Regions from separate parts of the Hordeum vulgare genome. Here region 1 is linked to region 2. A link is a contact called in public Hi-C data. All regions are on one chromosome and are shown on one strand. The core of a region is the stretch at or near the end of the contact, and the rest is flanking DNA. Distances in the headings are between cores, read along the strand shown.

Region 1 (5,965 bases), core at 1,088-3,587, 430 kb after region 2:
ATGGCGCAAGGATAGAGAGGTCCATCCATCCATGTGACTGCCCTGCCTCACTGATTGAACAACAACAAGAAGTTTTAGAGCAACTTCAATCCAACGACTCAAACAAACTTACAATTTATTTATTTATATATTCATTTGGGTCGGTCAAATGGACGGACGAGTCCATTTTTCATTTGAATCGATCAGTGCGTCCAACGAAAGAAACATTCGAATTTGCCCGTCTTAAAAAAACAATAAACACATGACATAGATAAACATAATAAAACTTTAATTAAAATAAGCTGACGTTCAACCATCGGCCAAAATCCACTTAAAACATAATTAAACATCGATTAAAATTAAAGAGAAGTCCGCGTCCGCCCGCACGCTGCCCTACACGTCCGCCTTGCCCTTGCCCTTGCCCTTGTCGTCGTCGACGACGTCGCCGTCGGTGAGGTCGATGACGGCAGGAGATGGCCCAGCCCACCCGAATGCAGCCTGGTAGGCTGACAGGGCACCTCCTCGGTGTCTGCTGTGGCAACGGCAATGCGGCAAGCCGGCCGCGCTTCCCCTCGTCCTCCTTGAGATGCAGCGCCTCCTTCTCCCGTTCCCACAACATTTGCATCCGGCCATCCGCCTCCTCGGCCAGCTAGCGATGCCTCCATTGCTCGAGGTGGGCCGCCTTCTCCTCCGGCGTGGCGTCGAAGTAGACGGCGGGGCGAGCACCCACTCACGGACCAGGCCCACCCACTCATATTTCTCCTCCGAGAAAGATGGCGGAGGCGACGAGCGCTTCTGTGACGGCCAGGGCTCCTCCTTAGGCTTGACGATGGGCGGCGGCAGCGGGGGAGGCTCCAGGACAAAGCGCGGGGTGTGGACGAAGTCCCCCGCAACCGACAAGGCGAGGGCGCGGTCCAGGCCGACCCACTTGGCGTCCTCCTCGATTCGTTTGGCCTCCAGAACGTGTCGAAGGGCCATCTCAAGGACGGCCTGGTACGCCACCTCCTCGTCCTGCTCCTCCGGCAGAACCTCGGGCGGAGGAGGAGGGACGAAGTGGTCGACGTGGATGCCTCGACGTCGCTCCTCCTCGTGTTGTAGCGTGAACCAGCGCTCCCGTTGGGGGAGGCTGGCGCGTATGCTCACAAGGCCCATTGCTTCGACGTGAGGTTCTTGCGGCGTCGACGAACCTCCTCCGCGTGCGCCCGCAACGATCGAGGCACTGCTGAAATGGGGATCCGCTGCGGATCTAGATGCCAATCATGGTGTAGGCTGACATTTGGATATTGCAGCGGCCGACGGTACTGCCAATGTCACCACTCCTGGTGGAGTGGTATGTCCCACGAAGCAGGCAGCGACGACGAGTGCCCGCGGGATGAAGAGCTTGCGCCGGCGCTGAGCTTGGCCTTCCCCTTCCCATTCCCATTGAAGAAGCCCATGGCTAGCTAGGGTTTTTGGTCGTCGGCGTGGGAGCAGGCGTGGCCATACATCTGGCCCACCCAAATTTGGGCCTGAAATGGGTCGACGCAGACATGTTGTGGTCATCATTTAGGTTTGCGTTGGCGCGTTGGGCCACTGCTTTTTTTCACGACGACTCAAAAGAACATGCGGATGAAATGGGTCGTCCGTTTGGAGTTGCTCTAACCATCTGGTGTGGGTGGCTGGCGGTGCGGTGTTTTTGTTTTGTGGGCTGTGGTATACTTGGCCATGGGAAACCCGACCTGGCCCGAAATTCACAGGCCGGGCCTGGCCTGAAAATCAAGTCTGAAGATCGGGCTGGGCCGGGCTCGGGCCTACGAAAAACTTTTATGATTGCTTACCAGGCCGGGCCGGGCCAAGCTTGTGCTTAGAAACTAGGCCCAATGGTCGGGCCAAGCCGGGCTTCTTTGGGCTCGGATGGGGCTTGGTCCTAGAAACTAGGCCCGACGATTTGACCCGACCGGGCTGGGTGTGAGTTTTGTACCATGGATTTTTGTTAGGTGTGACCTGAGTTTTGGACAGGTATAGGTGACCATAAGAAATAAGGAGAGATGAGTGAGTAAATGAGAGGGAGGGAGATGGGACAGTAGTAAGTATTGGTTGCTTTGCTTCATTGGTTGATTCGCTGTTGCTTACCAGCAGCCACAGCCAGAGCAAAGCAAGCGGTGAGCCAGCACAGCACCACCACAGCACCACCGCGTTGGCGTTGTGATGTGATGTGATGGTTGGAGACACACACCACACCACAGTACACCACCGTGGTGGCTTTTCTCTTCTTTCTTTCTTTCTTTTTTGTCACATTCTTCCTCCTCCCACCCCCACCCCCGCCGCTCTGCTCTTTCCTCCTCCCCTATAAATCTTGCCTCCGGCGGCCTCCATCCTTTCCAATCTCTCCCAACCCCATTCCTTCATTCATTCATTCATTCACCATCCCCTCCCCTCCTCCCCTCCCACACACAGAGAGAGAGAGAGAGACCAAGATGTTCGCCGACGCGGGGTTCAGCTTCTCCCCATCCTACTCTTCTTCTTCCTCGCCGCCGTCCGCCTACTCGGGTTACTCCCCCACCGTCTTCTCCCACTCCTCCTTCGCCGCCACCCCTGCATCTGCATCCAACCACGCTGCACCGCCTCTGCCTCTGCCTCTCCTGCATCAACAACAACAACAACATCAGCATCAGCATCAACAACATCAACATCAAGCCGCCGCCGCCGCCGCTGCACCCGACGACGCCGCCGCCGCCGCCGCCGCCGCCATGTACCACCACCTCGTGAGTACCTTTCCCCCTCACCTGCCATCTTAATTAATCTCATGCTGCATACATACATACATACATACATACATACATACATACATACATACATACATACATACATCTACATGCAGGGGCATGCCACTGCCACTGCACTGCACCAATTACCTCATCTATATTAATTCCTCCATAAGCAAATCTAATCTCTTGCATCAAATCAATTGGCTCTTCTCTGTTCCATCAAAATAAAAACAGCCCCTTTTTCTGTCTGATTCTGCATCTTGGCTGCAATTCAGTTCATCACTTGTTGAGATCAATCAAGAAAAAAATTGCTTGCTTGCTTGCTGTGCCACTTCTAAGGCCACCGCCGCTTCTTGCTTGCTTTGGGTCCTGACAAATTATAATGTCGCTTTCCCCTTCTCTTCTTGTTCTTGGATATCGACGGCCTCTGCTGTGGGAGACGAATAAAATGCAGACTATTAACTCTGAATAACTGTATTATTCTATTCTATTATACTCCCTTTGTCCAAAAATACTTGTCACAAATACATCTAGATGTGTTTTAGTTCTAGATACATCTAGTTTTAGATACCAGTAATTCCGGACCGAGAGAGTATGTACAGGGGAAAGGGAGGAGGTGTCAACTAGACTAGACTAGACTAGACTAGAAACAATATCCTCATATCATCTCCCATTTTTTAATACTACTGCTCCACTAATTAACCATAACATTTTTTCTTTCTAATACTGCCAACCTTTAACCACCTTTCCTTTTCTTGTTGCAAATATGATGGTAGGAGTACATGTCTAGCACTTTAGTACTTGTCATCAACATCAATCACACTGTCACACACGCACAAGCTGCAGCCAGCCTGCACATTTTTAGCTACTGATAAAGATTGCTTATCATGTCTTGATATATATATAAGTGTATAACACATACAAAAACTTCTTATTTTGCCTAATTCAAACTATCCTAATATACCCGCACCCTCTCATTAATCCTCCTCCTGAGTCCTGATTGACTGAAACATGCAATTTTCAGATGGCTTACTCATGACACCACGACCTTAAATCACAGCACTCCAAACTAGGTAGATTGGTTTCCTCCTATTCCTGTCATCATCTATTATCCTGCCTACTCGAGGGCCACAAATTTAACAACCCCTCATCCAAGAAAAGACAAAAGTGTCTAGTGATTTAACATGTCAAAAATTGACACCCGCTACCTTTTACTAGTAAAAGAAAAGAAAAGAAAAGAACAGAAAAAAGATCTCAAATAACAGTTGCTCATGTTGGCACCAGCTTTGAATCTTCTTCTCACACAAAGGCCAGCCAGGTCACAGGGGCTCAGATATTTTAACTCACTTTAGGTGCCAATTTGAAAGGGAGGGATGGAATTAGCCTGAGTTTTTGGCCAATTTGAGATGCCACTGTCCCTGTCCCTGTCCCTGTCCCTGGGCGGCATATGCTCTCATGTGGTGGTAGCAAAACCAAAGCATGACAGGGACATGCCGTCAGTTGACATGCATGTGCACCTACACTAGAATACAACAACAAAACAGTACCACCACCTAGAAGCTACAGTACCTACCTCTTACTTATTTACTTACACATCTCCCCACTCACCAAAAAAATTTGTCTTTTTACTTCCACTCTTCTTCCTTTTTTACTGAACCAATCAATGAGTGAATGAATTGCCATGCTCTCTTCATCTTCATGTTCACTTCGTTGTATATACTCCATCCGTCCGGAAATACTTGTCCTACAGATGAAATACTTGTCCTACAGATGAATGTATCTATACTTATTTTAGTTATAGATACATCCATTTTATTCATTTTTAGGACAAGTAATTTTGGACGGAGGGAGTACTTGTAGAAATTTAGTTGCTTGGTTCATTCTAAATGCCAGGAATTAATTTTAAGTGTTTCTCATTTATTCTGTTAGGCTTAGATGATTAAGCTGACTTGTCAACTCCAACTCTGACATTCTGTTCCGTGTGAAAAAATAAAATAACAGGCGGACATGGGGCAGCCATCCCTGATATCAGAGTATGACCTGGGAGCAGAGGGCGACCTGTTCAAGGCACCTGAGCCCATAGTCGAGGAACCGCTGCTCGCCCTCGACCCGGTCGCGGCCGCCATCTCCATGATGTCCGGCGGGGAGGACGACAACGCCATCAGTGCCTCAGACATGGGCCTGAGCGAGGCGCTGTACGAGTGCGAGAAGGAGCTCATGGAGGAGTCGGCGATCGAGGAGACGATATCGGAGCTGCTGGACGTCAAGATCCCCATGCTGCAGGTCGAGGACGTCCCCGGGGAGCTCAGGGCCTCCTCCTCGTCGACAGTTGCTGCTGGTGAATGCTCGCTCCAGAAGAGCGTCAGCTCCGGGTGCCTCAACTCCGCGGACTGGATGAACGGGTCGGCGGCGAGGCCCAACTTCCTCGACTTCCAAGGGCTCGACTTCGAGGCCGCCTTCGGGCTCCGGCGAGCCTACAGCGAGGGTGACATTCAGGTATGAATCATCAGTTCCTTTCTCTCCCTCTCTGTTGCACTGCACAACACAACACAACATTGAAATGGAATTATTGTGACAAGCACCACTGACCTTTTCGTGAGCACAGCTGTCGACAAAAGACACGATAAGTACAGAAAAACAAACCTAAAAGGCGTCGCTTTCTCATGGCATTCGACAAAACCTCACTGTACATGTGCTAAAATGGTCTAGTGCTTTGCTCAACATGAAAAGGCCATTCCGTTCCGTTATACCATTCCTAGATAAAAGCTATGATATGAAGGAGAAGCACTAGCTTAGCTAGCTGGTGATGTGATTTCAGAGGTTACTAATTCTGCCCAAAGTCACCTTTCCCTTAACGGCCTCCTCGATGCTTTAGCTGATATCACAGGGCATATATACCTACCTTGCACACTCAGCACTTTTCAAGTTGCTTAGATTTTTCGACACGCAAGATACATACTAGCAAACACACGCAAAGTATAGATAAATGACATGTTATCCTTTTAGGTAGGATCATCATGTAAAGTCCAATTTTTGTATGAGGTACTGCAATTTGCAAGGCTAATAACATGTTTACCTCTTTTCTGACAGAACCTTGGTGCCAATAATACCCCTCGGCCTGGGATCGCAGGGAACATGCACGCATCTGGTGAGAGGCTTGTGACCATCAGTGACCTGAAAAGTGAGGAGAGGAAGCAGAAGCTCTCCAGGTACAGGAAGAAGAAGATCAAGAGGAACTT
Region 2 (5,602 bases), core at 2,651-5,150:
TGGCTTGGCTGGGTCAATTTAGTAGATACCTGAGTTTAAACCCTATACCTTGAGATGGAGGTCCATGGCAACCTAACATCCAGTTATGTCCTAAACTCCCCTCTTTTAACAGGGCTGAACATGAACGTCATAAACTAACACCCTACTGAAGATGAAATTTATATATTACCTCAGTCCCAAAATTCGTGTCTTTGATTTGTCAGGATACGGATGTATCCAATAGTAAAATGTGACTAGATACAGCCATATGTAAACAAATCTAAGTCAAGAATTTTGGGACGGAGGGAGTAGTCAACTAAACACATAATTTGCAAAGGATAAGACACTCTTCAACCTGTTCACTTCTATACTGCGGCTTCATCATTTTTCGTTGGTTAAAAAACACAACTTGTTCAACAACTTTTACATTGTGAGAACAACAAGTTGTGTGACAGACTGGCTAAACACATTCAGCTACAAGTATAGGATAGCAAGTTATCTGAATTTTCATCTACGAAGAAATCTGATTTACAAGTAGAGAAGGCTTCTGAAAAAGGTATAAAGCACCCATTGTAACTCCTTAGTAATATTCATGTGTTGTAAACGCAAATTTTGAATATCCAAGCAAACATGGTGACATCATTAACAATGATACCAAATTAGAATATGAGTGATTAATTATTTAGATGACAAAGACGTCTATAAAGGGAATTTCTGAACAATCTCAACACAGGTACTTATTCGCACAGCCAATCAACAAAAGAAGGTAGATTGGTGTTAACATTTAGTCAGAAAGTTGACCAGGCAGTGCTGATGGCCCTTAATGTAGTTACACAAGTTGGAGAAATCCTGCTTTGAAATAACAATATGACATGACTTGAAAGGCCATACATACAATGGGTTGTTAAAAACTCAGATTTCATCATTGTACATAAGCATTTGCAGAAGAATATACTTGGAGTTGTTAACATTACCTGCAGTGTTTTGACCAACTTGCCCTGAGTAGTTTCCCATACTTTGATTAAACAATCTTCAGAACTGCAGTAGAAAGACATTATTTTCAGAATTGTATATGTAATGTATGACCTGATGTGGGGGAATTTATAAACGCCATTCATGACAACACTAGACACTTATGGTCAAGGACATAAGTGATTCGGATTATGCTTTTAGTTAATGGCCTTTAGCCATCTAGGATGTCGGGTGTGTCAGTCAACCGCTTTGCCAACAATTGTGGCTATAAGGATTTAAGAATGAATAAAAATAAAAATAAAAATAACAAGGAGCTAATTTACCAGCAAAAATTACCTACCCGCAACAACATATATGCTTACTGCTACACGGTAAATTTTGTTCTTGTTGACAACAATTATCCAAAGAGAAAACGCCAAGTATTATTATACAGTTAAGCTTATACATCATCTTCCAAGCACAACGTATCAGAAAAACAATAGTGATTTACTACACAATAGTACGCATAGAGTCTCCTTTTACCGGAAGAAGAAAAGGGATTACCAAGTAAGAATCTTACCCTGTATATATCAAACCGTCTCCACCCCACTTGACACAGGTCACAGCATTGGTGTGACCTGTAAGGGAAATAACACACTTCTTTGTGGTAATGTCCCAAATTCGTGCATCGCCATCTTTACTTGCGCTTACAAAACGGCGGGAAGGAGATTGCAAATGAACTGGCTCCCAAGATACAGCGGTAATCCACTTTCTATGCCCCTATTGTAAAAACACCAGAATGAATGACTAGATGTAGCAAGAGTGGAAAAACATCTGCAAGATCTAAATAGACATCTTCTTTCTAGCAATCTGCGGTAGGAAATTCAGTCTACTAGAAAAGAAACAAACTTGTAGTTCTTGCTAACTAGCATTTATTTTAGTAAATGGTTCATAGAAAATTCTCACTTGATGATTAGGATATAATGGAGTGTGATACGCAAATGAAGAAATATGATAAAATCTTATCCTATCTTACAGTAGATTCCAGATGTCAGAAAATAAAGAAATGTGCAATCTTACCGTAAGAGGAGTGCCCAATTGATTGCCTGTTTTGGGGTCCCATAATATAAGCTCTCCTGACTTGCTTCCGCTAACAAGATGTTTCCCATCAGGTGACCATGCAATGCAGAGAACCCAATTTTTGTGTCCTACAAAATACAGGGTTATCACATGAGTTTCAAAGCAATGACGATATCACCCTAAAAGGAGTGCAGATGTGCGAATGGAACAAGCTGAAAGAGTCATAAGAGCCCCAGAAGAGATGACAAAGGCAATCAAATTCCCATTACAATACAAACATAATGTAAAAAACCGATTCATGAAATGCATTAATTACAAGATATGTGTTATGTCATTCCTTTACTTGCTTCAAAGCCTCCAGGTCACGGCTTTGGCCAAGAAAACTATTCCGAAATCATCATGTGTGTGGATATCATATTCATTATATCAAGCCCATCTTAGCCAGTACATGTTCCATTCTACTCCCTCTGTCCCATAATATAAGGACACTTGGGAAGATGGTTCGCCTAGTATTAGAAGAGGTTAATTTCAGTCGGTAATTTACAAGGTTTGCTGTGATGAAGAGATTAAATCGACATACGTGGTTCTGGAAGAAGAAGAAAAAACTATGTCTTTCCATGGGACTTGTAAGATAACTCTTATTAGGAAAGTTTGGTACAAGTGCAGTTATTATCATGGAGGGAGAAGGAATTGAAGCAAACATAGACTAGAAGAAATGAGGAAAAGGCAAGAAGAATTGAAAAGCACCTTTGCATGTGTACAATGGGGTCTGAGTGTTGAGGTCCCAGAAGCGAACGGTGGTGTCACCTGAACCACTGGCGAGACATGTTCCGTCGGGGCTGAAAGAAACGGTGAGTACAGCCTCCGTGTGGCCTGCAGGCAGGGCAGTGGGTAAAGATAGTTTGATGATTCCAGGGTGGCACGTACCCTTGTTTTAACACAGACACAGGCAGGCTCAACAACAAGGTAAACAAAAATCTGGACAATAAGTTGTAGCAAAATGGGTGAATCTATACTCTAGAATATGTCTATGTACATCCGTATGTAGTTTATAATGCAATCTCTAAAATGTCTTATATTTAGGAACGGAGCCGAGGGAGTAATAAACAAACTGTAATAATGAATCCCGTGTGTCGAGTAATCAGTCAGTCAGTCAGTCAGTCAAATGGCAACATACAAAGAAAGAAAGAAAGAAACAATTGGAAGGTTTGGTGGTATTACTAGAATTTAGGAGTACTGTACAAGGCATAGGAAGTTGGTACCGGCGATTGTGGCGGAGCAGCGGTTGACGGGACTGATCCGGAAGACTGCCTGCGGCTGGTAGACGATGCGCAGGGTGACCTCGGCGTTGGCTGTTGAGGCATGCGTTCAATTTATTTTCTTTTCTTTTTTTATTTTCTTGATTGATTGATTGATTGATTTTACAGTAGTAGCGTGGTGACTGACCGTTGTTGCGTTGCATGAAGGCGCCGAGCTGGAGGGAGAGCTCCTCGTCGCCGACGTAGAAGGCGTAGGGCAGCTTGTCCTCCTGCACAGCAGCAGCATCAGCATCAGCATCAGCATCAGGTGAGGTCGTTGTGTAGGAGCAAGAAGCAAGAAGCAAGAAGCAATAGGAAGGAAGGATGGAAGGAATAGGTAGGAGGTACGTTGCGTAGGAGGTGGTTGACGATCTCCTGGAGCTGCGGCGGTCCGACGTTGTGCGGCAGGTAGAGCGCCGCGCCCAGGTGCTCCCCCTCCGCGCTCACCAGCTGGCACATCACGCTGCCGCTGCTTCCGTTGCCGGCGGCGGCGTCCATCACGCTCAAGAGAGGCGGCGGCGGCGGCGGCGGCGGCGGCGGAAAACGAGGAAGAGGGAGGGAGGCGGCGGCTGCTGCTCTGAGTCTGCTCTGCTGCTATGGTTTGGGTCGGGCCGCTCATATCATCGTAACAGACAGACAGACAGGAAGGAGACGCCCGGCCCACTTAATAACTATAAACTAAAGACTAAAGAGGGAGCCCGGCCCGGCCCGGCCCGGCCTCTCTTGCGATGAGATGATCAGGTCAGGTGGGTGAGGTGAGGTGAGGTCTCAAGTGAAAGTGAAAGTGAACAACCCTAGCGAGCGAGCGAGATTCGATTCGACCAGCGCCGCCGCCGCCGCCGCCGCCGCCGTCGCCCAATCCCAATCCTCTCATCTCCTCTCAACCCTAGCGAGAGAGATCAGACAGCACAAAGGGGGATGGCGACGCTCGAGTCCCTCGTCGACCGTGAGTCTCCACCTCCCATCCTCTCCTATGCTCGACATTGTTTCAAGACAAGAAATTTCCCTCCTTTTCGTCCACCACTAATCTTTCTTTTCTTTTCTTTTCTTCATTTCATTATAGAGGTGATCTCCGTCATCACCAACGACGGCCGCAACATCGTGGTAAGCTCACCCGCCTCCGCCTCCGCCTCTGCCTCTGCTCGCTGTATCCTCTGCTTCCTCTCCTCCTCTATGTTATGTTATGTTATGTTATATATCATGTTATGTTATGTTATGTTATGTTATATCATGTTATGTTATGTTATATATCATGTTATGTTATGTTATGTTATGTTATGTTATATATCATGTTATGTTATGTTATGTTATGTTATGTTATGTTATGTTATATTGTAATCAATCAACCAACTTCATATGCTCTGCTTCTCCAGGGGACTCTGCGGGGGTTCGACCAGGCCACCAACATCATCCTCGACGAGTCCCACGAGAGGGTCTACTCCACCAAGGTCACTCCCTCACTCACTCATTAAGCTCATTAAGGTCACACACACACACACACACACACACACACACACACACAGGATGGAAGATATGGATGGATGGATGGACAGAAACAATTCTACTCTAGGAGGTGCTTAACAATTCTAAGAGGATGGATGGATGGATGGATGGATGGATGGATGGATGGAGGTATACAAATGATGCTTGCAAAATTAAATTATTTGCCTTCAACGACTGCCTGGACACAAGAATTGTACATCATGGACCAACAACCTGCCTGTTATAGCCTCTCTCTCTCTCTCTGCCTCACCCACTTAGCTCATCATATGCTTAAAATGTACCCCGTACAAGTTATAGGATAGAAACTGGCTTCCTCGCGACACAGCTTGATGATAAATTTGGAAATCCGCTAAACCACTCTATTGCATCCCCACAAAGTCCAACAGCTGCAGGCATTCTTGTGATCCTCTTGTTGCCGCACGGAATTAATTACTTGGGTCACCTTCTTCTCATGTTGAGGAGGGACGTTCATTCTACCCATGTCACCCTTCACCGTGCACTGCACTCTTCTCGTTTAGTTAGGTCCAAGGATTACTCACTCTTCTCTTCTCTTGTATACCTCTTCCTCTGCTGGTTATTTCTTCACAAGAGGTAAACAGAGGCCCGTGTTTTTTTTTCCCATTGTGGTTATTGGTTTTCCAGTTTCGGTGTTTCTGTTAGTAATCATCAAGGCCTTCACATATGGAAATCCTACTATAGGACTTGCTGTCTTTCTTGTCGGGTTTTATACATGTCGTGTCCATCTGCTGACAGACACTGTGTTGCAGGAGGGAGTACAACAGCTTGTCCTC

Evidence for each region. Hi-C and Micro-C count contacts between places; a contact is called where the count stands out from the background.
Region 1: a contact with region 2 is called in a Hi-C map of seedling, with 3 times the contacts expected there. The contact joins the promoter of LOC123452846 here to the promoter of LOC123452764 in region 2. A contact is called at or near these places in 2 of 6 Hi-C or Micro-C datasets (leaf and seedling).

The regions. Positions count from the first base shown.
Region 1 is chr1H:515,740,936-515,746,900 of MorexV3_pseudomolecules_assembly, forward strand. LOC123452846 reads left to right here and starts at 2,338. Exons shown (of 4, transcript XM_045129570.1): 1 at 2,338-2,723; 2 at 4,728-5,222; 3 at 5,817-5,965. The coding sequence starts at 2,436.
Region 2 is chr1H:515,309,398-515,314,999 of MorexV3_pseudomolecules_assembly, forward strand. LOC123452764 (notchless protein homolog) reads right to left here and starts at 3,901. Exons shown (of 12, transcript XM_045129479.1): 1 at 3,657-3,901; 2 at 3,457-3,538; 3 at 3,273-3,362; 4 at 2,758-2,883; 5 at 2,011-2,138; 6 at 1,511-1,710; 7 at 954-1,017. The coding sequence starts at 3,806. It overlaps LOC123452804 (sm-like protein LSM8), which reads left to right. Exons shown (of 6, transcript XM_045129540.1): 2 at 4,183-4,254; 3 at 4,372-4,412; 4 at 4,682-4,756; 5 at 5,579-5,602. The coding sequence starts at 4,227.